Regions from separate parts of the Sus scrofa genome. Here region 1 is linked to region 2. The links are chromatin contacts, called in public HiChIP or PLAC-seq maps. All regions are on one chromosome and are shown on one strand. Each heading gives the region's core, a stretch centred on a gene start, on an enhancer-like site or on the middle of the called end of the contact. The rest is flanking DNA. Distances are from core to core; before and after follow the strand shown.

What was found. HiChIP or PLAC-seq counts read pairs in DNA pulled down with a chosen protein or histone mark.
Region 1: a contact with region 2 is called in an H3K27ac HiChIP or PLAC-seq map of skeletal muscle. The contact joins the promoter of RFTN2 here to the promoter of COQ10B in region 2. A contact is called at or near these places in 1 of 47 Hi-C or Micro-C datasets (embryonic fibroblasts) and 2 of 2 datasets of contacts at active chromatin or transcription factors (alveolar macrophages and skeletal muscle).

What each region holds. Positions count from the first base shown.
Region 1 is chr15:101,499,024-101,502,273 of Sscrofa11.1, forward strand. It overlaps RFTN2 (raftlin-2), which reads right to left and starts at 1,903. Exons shown (of 9, transcript XM_021075725.1): 1 at 1,141-1,903. The coding sequence starts at 1,279.
Region 2 is chr15:101,336,202-101,339,309 of Sscrofa11.1, forward strand. COQ10B (coenzyme Q-binding protein COQ10 homolog B, mitochondrial) reads left to right here and starts at 1,811. Exons shown (of 5, transcript XM_001928774.5): 1 at 1,811-2,109. The coding sequence starts at 1,988. It overlaps SF3B1 (splicing factor 3B subunit 1), which reads right to left and starts at 1,817. Exons shown (of 26, transcript XM_001928794.4): 1 at 1,516-1,817.

The DNA of each region.
Region 1 (3,250 bases), core at 653-3,152, 160 kb after region 2:
CCCATTTGTAGACTTAGCCTTAGAAAAAAATGGAAATGTGAATGTTTTAAAAGTATATGTACAGACTGTGTATGTCTCTGGAAGGAAGTTTCCTTGCTGGCTAGCTCAGTTTTTGACAAAGAAAAATGGGCTGCTCTTGCACAAAGATGCACTGTTCATAGAGCAACCAAAAAATAGAGAATTTGTGTTTAAGTTGAAAAGAAATTAACATAATATCCAGTATGATAATTTACTTAGTATAAGCCTTCTATTAACTGATAAAATTTGTGGCTTATTAGAATTAAAAGTATAACTTCGTAATAAGAGCTTAAGATACTGACATCTGGAAATTCTAACAGCAAGCAAGACACTCGAAATTTCATTCTTAGTATCCTGTAATTAAAGACATAGTTCTGCTCTTTTAAAAAAATGCAGTTTTATCATTGTGGTTGTACAGAACTCTGAAGTTTCCCAAAGAAGTGAGGCAAAGTATTTGTGAAGTAGAGCTGCCTCTGTTCCTTGCACAGGGCTGCCATCTGGGCTTGTTTATTTGTGTTTCCAACTTTCTGGAACAGGGAGTTTCTCTGTTAGGCACCAAGCAAAGGAAGTGTCTTACAGAAGACTATTTTTTCCCCCCTTTTTTCTTTTTTACTGTATTTTCAAACTTCAAGTTTAGTTTGGTCAAAAATATCAAGTGACTAGCACAATCAGAACATTTAACCATAGCTGGAAACCTCGGAATTGTCTTAGCAAACACTCGTCTACATGATGCAAGTAATATTTCTTGTATGCTACCTTCTTGTGCCTTGCAGATCTTTTTTCAAAACACAGACTGTCATTAAGGGTATAGCTGTTTGGCTTGGAAATCAAATCTTTTTCATATATCCTTCTACAAATAAGCACTTGATTTAAAAATGAAAGACATATTTCCAAGAACTTTTTCTAATTTTATAAAGTACATAAGAACCAAATTTACAAAAAAACAAAGCAAACAAAACAAAAATCTTTCAGAGTGGAAGAAACAAAGCATTACTGTTAGATTGACTGTACAATCTGATTATGAAGGGCAGTTTAAAAATTCACGAACCAATACTTAAAAAAACCAGTAGTCCCTTATCTTTGAAATCTTTCATTAAACAAATAAAAAGAAGCAAAAAGTACCTTGTAAAGTAAAATCCAGCAATACATATTCGTAAGCAAATTCTGCCTTTGTTTCCACTTGCGGTCTCTTCAGGGTAGAAAATATTTTTCCAGGGCTGCTATCATCAGGGTCTTCTAGCTTTCTAAGTCCGCACCCCATGGCAAAATCTGTAAGGAATTAAATTGCAGGATAGGGGAGGGAGAGCAGCAAATTCTGTTGTTTAAGCTGCAAAAAGAAAGTTACAGACTTAACTGCTTTGATTTTTTCAGCTAAATCATAGATATTCAAAAAGAAAACATTTGAGTCCAAAGAAAGGAGCAGAAGACTTCTATCCATTTTTCTGTAAAGTCGTTGAACCCATGATGATTAAGCTACAGCTCCGGGAGGCTGGGCTTGCTCTTAGGAGAAACATGCAAGCTGCTACAACTTAGCGAAGAATTTCCATGCCACGTCAATTTACAGCCAGCCCCCTACCAGAGTTCTGTCGCTCAGGGCACCAACAGTGCTTTGTCTATCCCAGTTGGCTGGATGATAAAGGAGGTGTCCAAAAACGGAAATAAAAAGACAAAAGTGCAAATTAGATGGAATTATCTACAAGTAGAGGATATATTCAGACATAGTGGCATGCAATTCTTTTTCTGTTTTCTCTTTTCCCTTTTTCCTGTGCCCACCCCTCCTTCTTCCTAGTTACTACCAAGCAAGAAGGGAGAGAGAGAGACAGACAGACAGAGAGAGAGACAGAGGGAGACACAGACAGAGAGAGAGAGAGAGAGAGGGGTTGGGGGGGGGGGAGAGAGAGAGAAATAGAGGGAGAGAGAAATGGATTCTCAACATGGTTGGAAACAAAAATCATTTCCAGAAAGGAAGTCAGCTTTATGAGAAAACTGTTTCTGGAGTCTAAAAGGAGACACGTTAAAGTTAAAAAAAACAACAACCCACTTTTAGTTTTTAGATAGCTCTCTTCAGGATTTCTTTCCACATGAAGTTTCGTTTTTGCTGGAAAAATCATATGCTAGTTAAAACTGCCACATATAAAAGTTTGTATGAAATATTATAATAAAAGACTTCATTTAATCACAAAGGAGAGAGAGAGTAATGTGGGGTAATTAGTTTCCCTAAACTTCTTTAAGTTTAAAATACTATTAGAAGGTTTATGATAATAACTAATAAACACTTCCACAAGTCCCAGAGCATCCTTAATTAAAAGAAAACAACAACAAAAGTGACAATTTGATTCATTCAGTCTTAGAAATTGCCATTTACCTGAAGTCAAGAACAATTTATAATTGTAATGGGTATTTACTGCAATGGGTACTTTACTATTTACAGGTCAGGTAGAATGGTGCACTCATCAAAACTGGGAGCCCTGGAATCAGACTTCCTGGATTCAAATCCTGCCTCTAGTGCCAACTAGAGACGTGATATTGGGCAAGTTACTGGACCTCTTCAAGTTTCAGTTTCCTCCCCTATAAAATGGAGCTAATAATAGTACTTACTTCATAAGCGTGTTATGAAGGTCGAATGAGATAATCTTATCTCATATCTTAACAGTACGCCTGGTGAATACCATTAATTTGTTAATGTGCTAACATTATAAAACAGAGTTGAGAGTAGTAATAAAAAGGAAATGGTTCTGCCACCATTCCTGTTATTCACAAAATAAACCTTGATCACATTTCAGATTTTTAAACACAAGCCTGAAGAGATATTTTGGTTATATAGACGAGGTCACATGAGAACTCTCAAAGGGGGGTAGATTATTTAGTCTGTAGATTGATGTGACCGCTTGTCCCTTCCTTCTGCTTACTCGTCTCGAAATAGTTTACTTTTTAGAAATATTTTTAACAGAGGAAAATTTCATAGTCTCAAGGATGAGTGTGGTTGGTGGTAAGGAATTTTTGGGTAAATTTGGCTAAAAAGACAGCAGACGCTAACCTCGTGTGACTCATTTGACTATTCCTAGTGCTTTCATGGCTGTCATTTTTCATGTCCTCTTTTGTAAGATGGGCTGTGAGCTCCTGGATGGCAGTAGTAGAATATCTGAAGTTCACTTGTCCCTGTTGCCGTGCCTGGGAGATTATTTATTAAGTACTCATTATACTTAATAACTGCCTGCTATATTGGAGGCAC
Region 2 (3,108 bases), core at 561-3,060:
AACATGCATCCTCATGGATACTAGTCAGATTTGTTTCTGCTGCACCACAACTGGAACTCACTGCATGTCTTTTTATATATAGTTTGTTCAAAACAAAACCCAAATAATGCCTCTTAAATCTTGGAAAGTTCAGCAGTCTCCTCACCCCCAGTTCTCCTTTACTTGACATTTGTTGATGAAATTAGGTCATTTGTCCCACAGAATTTTCCATATTCTGTATTTGGCAGGTTGTATCCTCTTGGTACCATTTAATATGTTCTATTCCTTGTTTAAACTGGTGTAACATAAAAGCTTGACCAGATTCAGATTCAATTATTTTGTCAAGAATACTTAATAGGTGGTGTTGTATCAAATATATTTTTGGCAGCATAACTGGTTTGGACTCTAACATACTGCTTCCCACAGGTCTCTGCTGAGTTTCAATTTACTACCAATCTTCTCCTATTGTAGAGACAGATTTTTAGCCCCCATTTGTGGAAGCACTGTCATCTACTAAAACTCAACCAGAGTTTATTATCACCTTTAAGTTTATATTATTCTTTCCTTTGCTGAGAAGTCAAATGAGTACTCTACACTGTCATCTATTACAAAAATTCCTTTATTTGCCTTATAAGTTTTAATTGGTAAACTATTCAATTGGGTGACTCAATTCAATAGATATTTTCTTGTGTCTGGGAAGAGTTCAGTGAGAAAATTTTGGATTTAACAAAAGAAGGCCTTGGCGTTCCCGTTGTGGCTCTGCGGTAATGAATCCGACTAGTATCCATGAAGATATGAGTTTGATTCTGGCCCTGCTCAGTGGGTTGCTGTAGCTGTGGCGGAGGCCAACAGCTGCAGCTCTGATTCAACCTCGAGCCTGGAAATTTCCATATTCCTAAAAAGTCCAAAAAAAAAAAAGCCTTATATTAAGTACACAAGTACATCATGTCTTGCACTGAAAATGTTAACAGGCCTTCTAGTTAACAATACCAGTAGTTTGCAATAGGAGTCAGTAGGATGTCCTAGTGCAATGCCTGTATTTTGTAGACAACTGGTAACCACTGGGGTATTGAGTGGGGGAGTAATACGGTTAAGATGTGTTTTAATGTAAATCAACTATACTTCAATAAAACTTTTTAAAACGTGTTTTAAAGCAATATGTTTGAGGCAATATTTAAAGTTCAAGACAAGAAGAGCAGGGACTGGGTATTCGAAAGTAATCTGATATTGGATTATTTCGATGCAGCTCAGAACCACCTCAATGGACAAGAACCTCCTGTGTTGTACTGGAAAATGCTTAATATGCTTTCTAGCAACGGATTTCAACTGCACAAAGCATTATCACATACGAACACCAATTAAAATGTTGCCTACACAGGCAGAAAGCAAACGCCCCCGAGTCTCTTTCCTAACGACATGGCCTTACACTGCCCTCACACCAACCTCACTGGGTAAGCACGGCAGGTACTGTATTAGACAATCATTAACAACAAGACTGACGGCCAGCAGGGATGGCAGGTCCGACCCAGCACTCACCGGTTTGGATAGTTACATAACTAACACCTAGAATTTCGGGCTTCCTCCCGCCCCCGGGCTGCGCTCATGTGGCGAGCCTCACGACCGGAAACAGCACCCAAGAGAACCGCGGCGGTTGACGAATCCGGGGAAGAGTTCCAGCGCGGGAAGGGGGGTGAGCGGTCACCGTGGACCTTACGTAAGGCGCCCAAGCGCGCGGCAGGAACTAGAGAGTGGCCGGCGGAAAGAGGTGGGTACCGATGGCCCTACGCCCCCTCTGATTGGCAGGAAGGATGACGAGCGCGTTTACAGGACGCCCTGCGGCAGTGGGAATGTGCGTCAGCTCTGCGCAATCTGGGAGGGAGAAGGGGCGTGTCTGGCGGCTCAGGGGGCCCGCCGATTGGCTGGAAGGCGCCGGCGCCGGGAAGGTCGGGCCCCGGGAAGGAGGGCGGTGCCGTCTGCCTGGTCCCAGAGGCGCACCGGCTTCGGTAAGATGTTTGTGGCAGCTCGGACAGGCCAGAGAACCTTGAGAAAGGTGGTCTCGGGATGCCGTCCAAAATCGGCGACAGCGACCGGAGTCCCGGCTCCTGCGCAGGGGCCTCCGCGGAACATCAGGTAATGAACAATGGGTTCGCCGCATTGGGGGTAGTTTTCCGCCCAGCCTTGCCGAGCAAAGGGACCGGGGTCATTTGGGGTGAAATAGGCGAGCCCGATGAGTTTCCCGGTCTCTGGAGAGAAAGGGTAGGTCTGCTGCCTTTGGGGCCGCGCGCATTCCCCGCCCGCCCCCCCGCGTTGGGCTGAGGCTCGCTGGCCTGTTCCGGATGCCCCGTCTGTTTGTAGTTCGTTGCCCTCGCGAGAGGCGGTGAATCATCCGCCTAGCGACTTTAGAAGCAGCTGATAAAGCAGCTCCGCGGAGGTGCCTTTGGGCTCTTCCGGGCCTACTTATGCTGCTCTCGGAAAGTTAACTGCAGCGCCAGAGTTGCGAGTTGATGGGTTTGTGGGAGTTTGTTGCCTGGCGGTGAGCGTGCCCAATGGCCAGACTTGCTTTCTCAGTTTCTTGTTAACAGTTTTTGCCCCCGGCCTTTGGTGCTTGCTAAACTCAATTGAAGCCGAAATAGGGGACTTGTGGATTTTGTTTTCCGTGCTGTTGGAGCTTAGCGATCCTGTAACACCTTGAGCCAGAATCTGCCTTCACTTTTCCTGGTTGTTGGGTTTTTTTTGTTAGGTGATGGAGGTGGAGACATGAAGGATTCCATACTTAGACCGCGTAGTTTCCATTTATTAATGACATTTTAATACATTATGCTCGAAAATTAAAATTAACGTTTAACATGAATTCCAGTTGTAAACTGTACAGGGTGGAGAGAGAAGGCACAAATTTGGATTCGCTCCAGAACTTTTAGATTCAATAAATTTTTTAAATACCAACAAGCCAAATTAGTAGCTTATTTTATTTCTACTGTTCTGCTTCATTTAGCAGAGTAACTATTACTAATTTTTATTGGTATACTACCACTTTAAAGCAAAGTGTATGAGTTTACTCAGAAAATGTTGTTAGTATTATTACTACCTTTAAAATTCACTGAACATATTTTTAAGGATTTTCAGGAACAC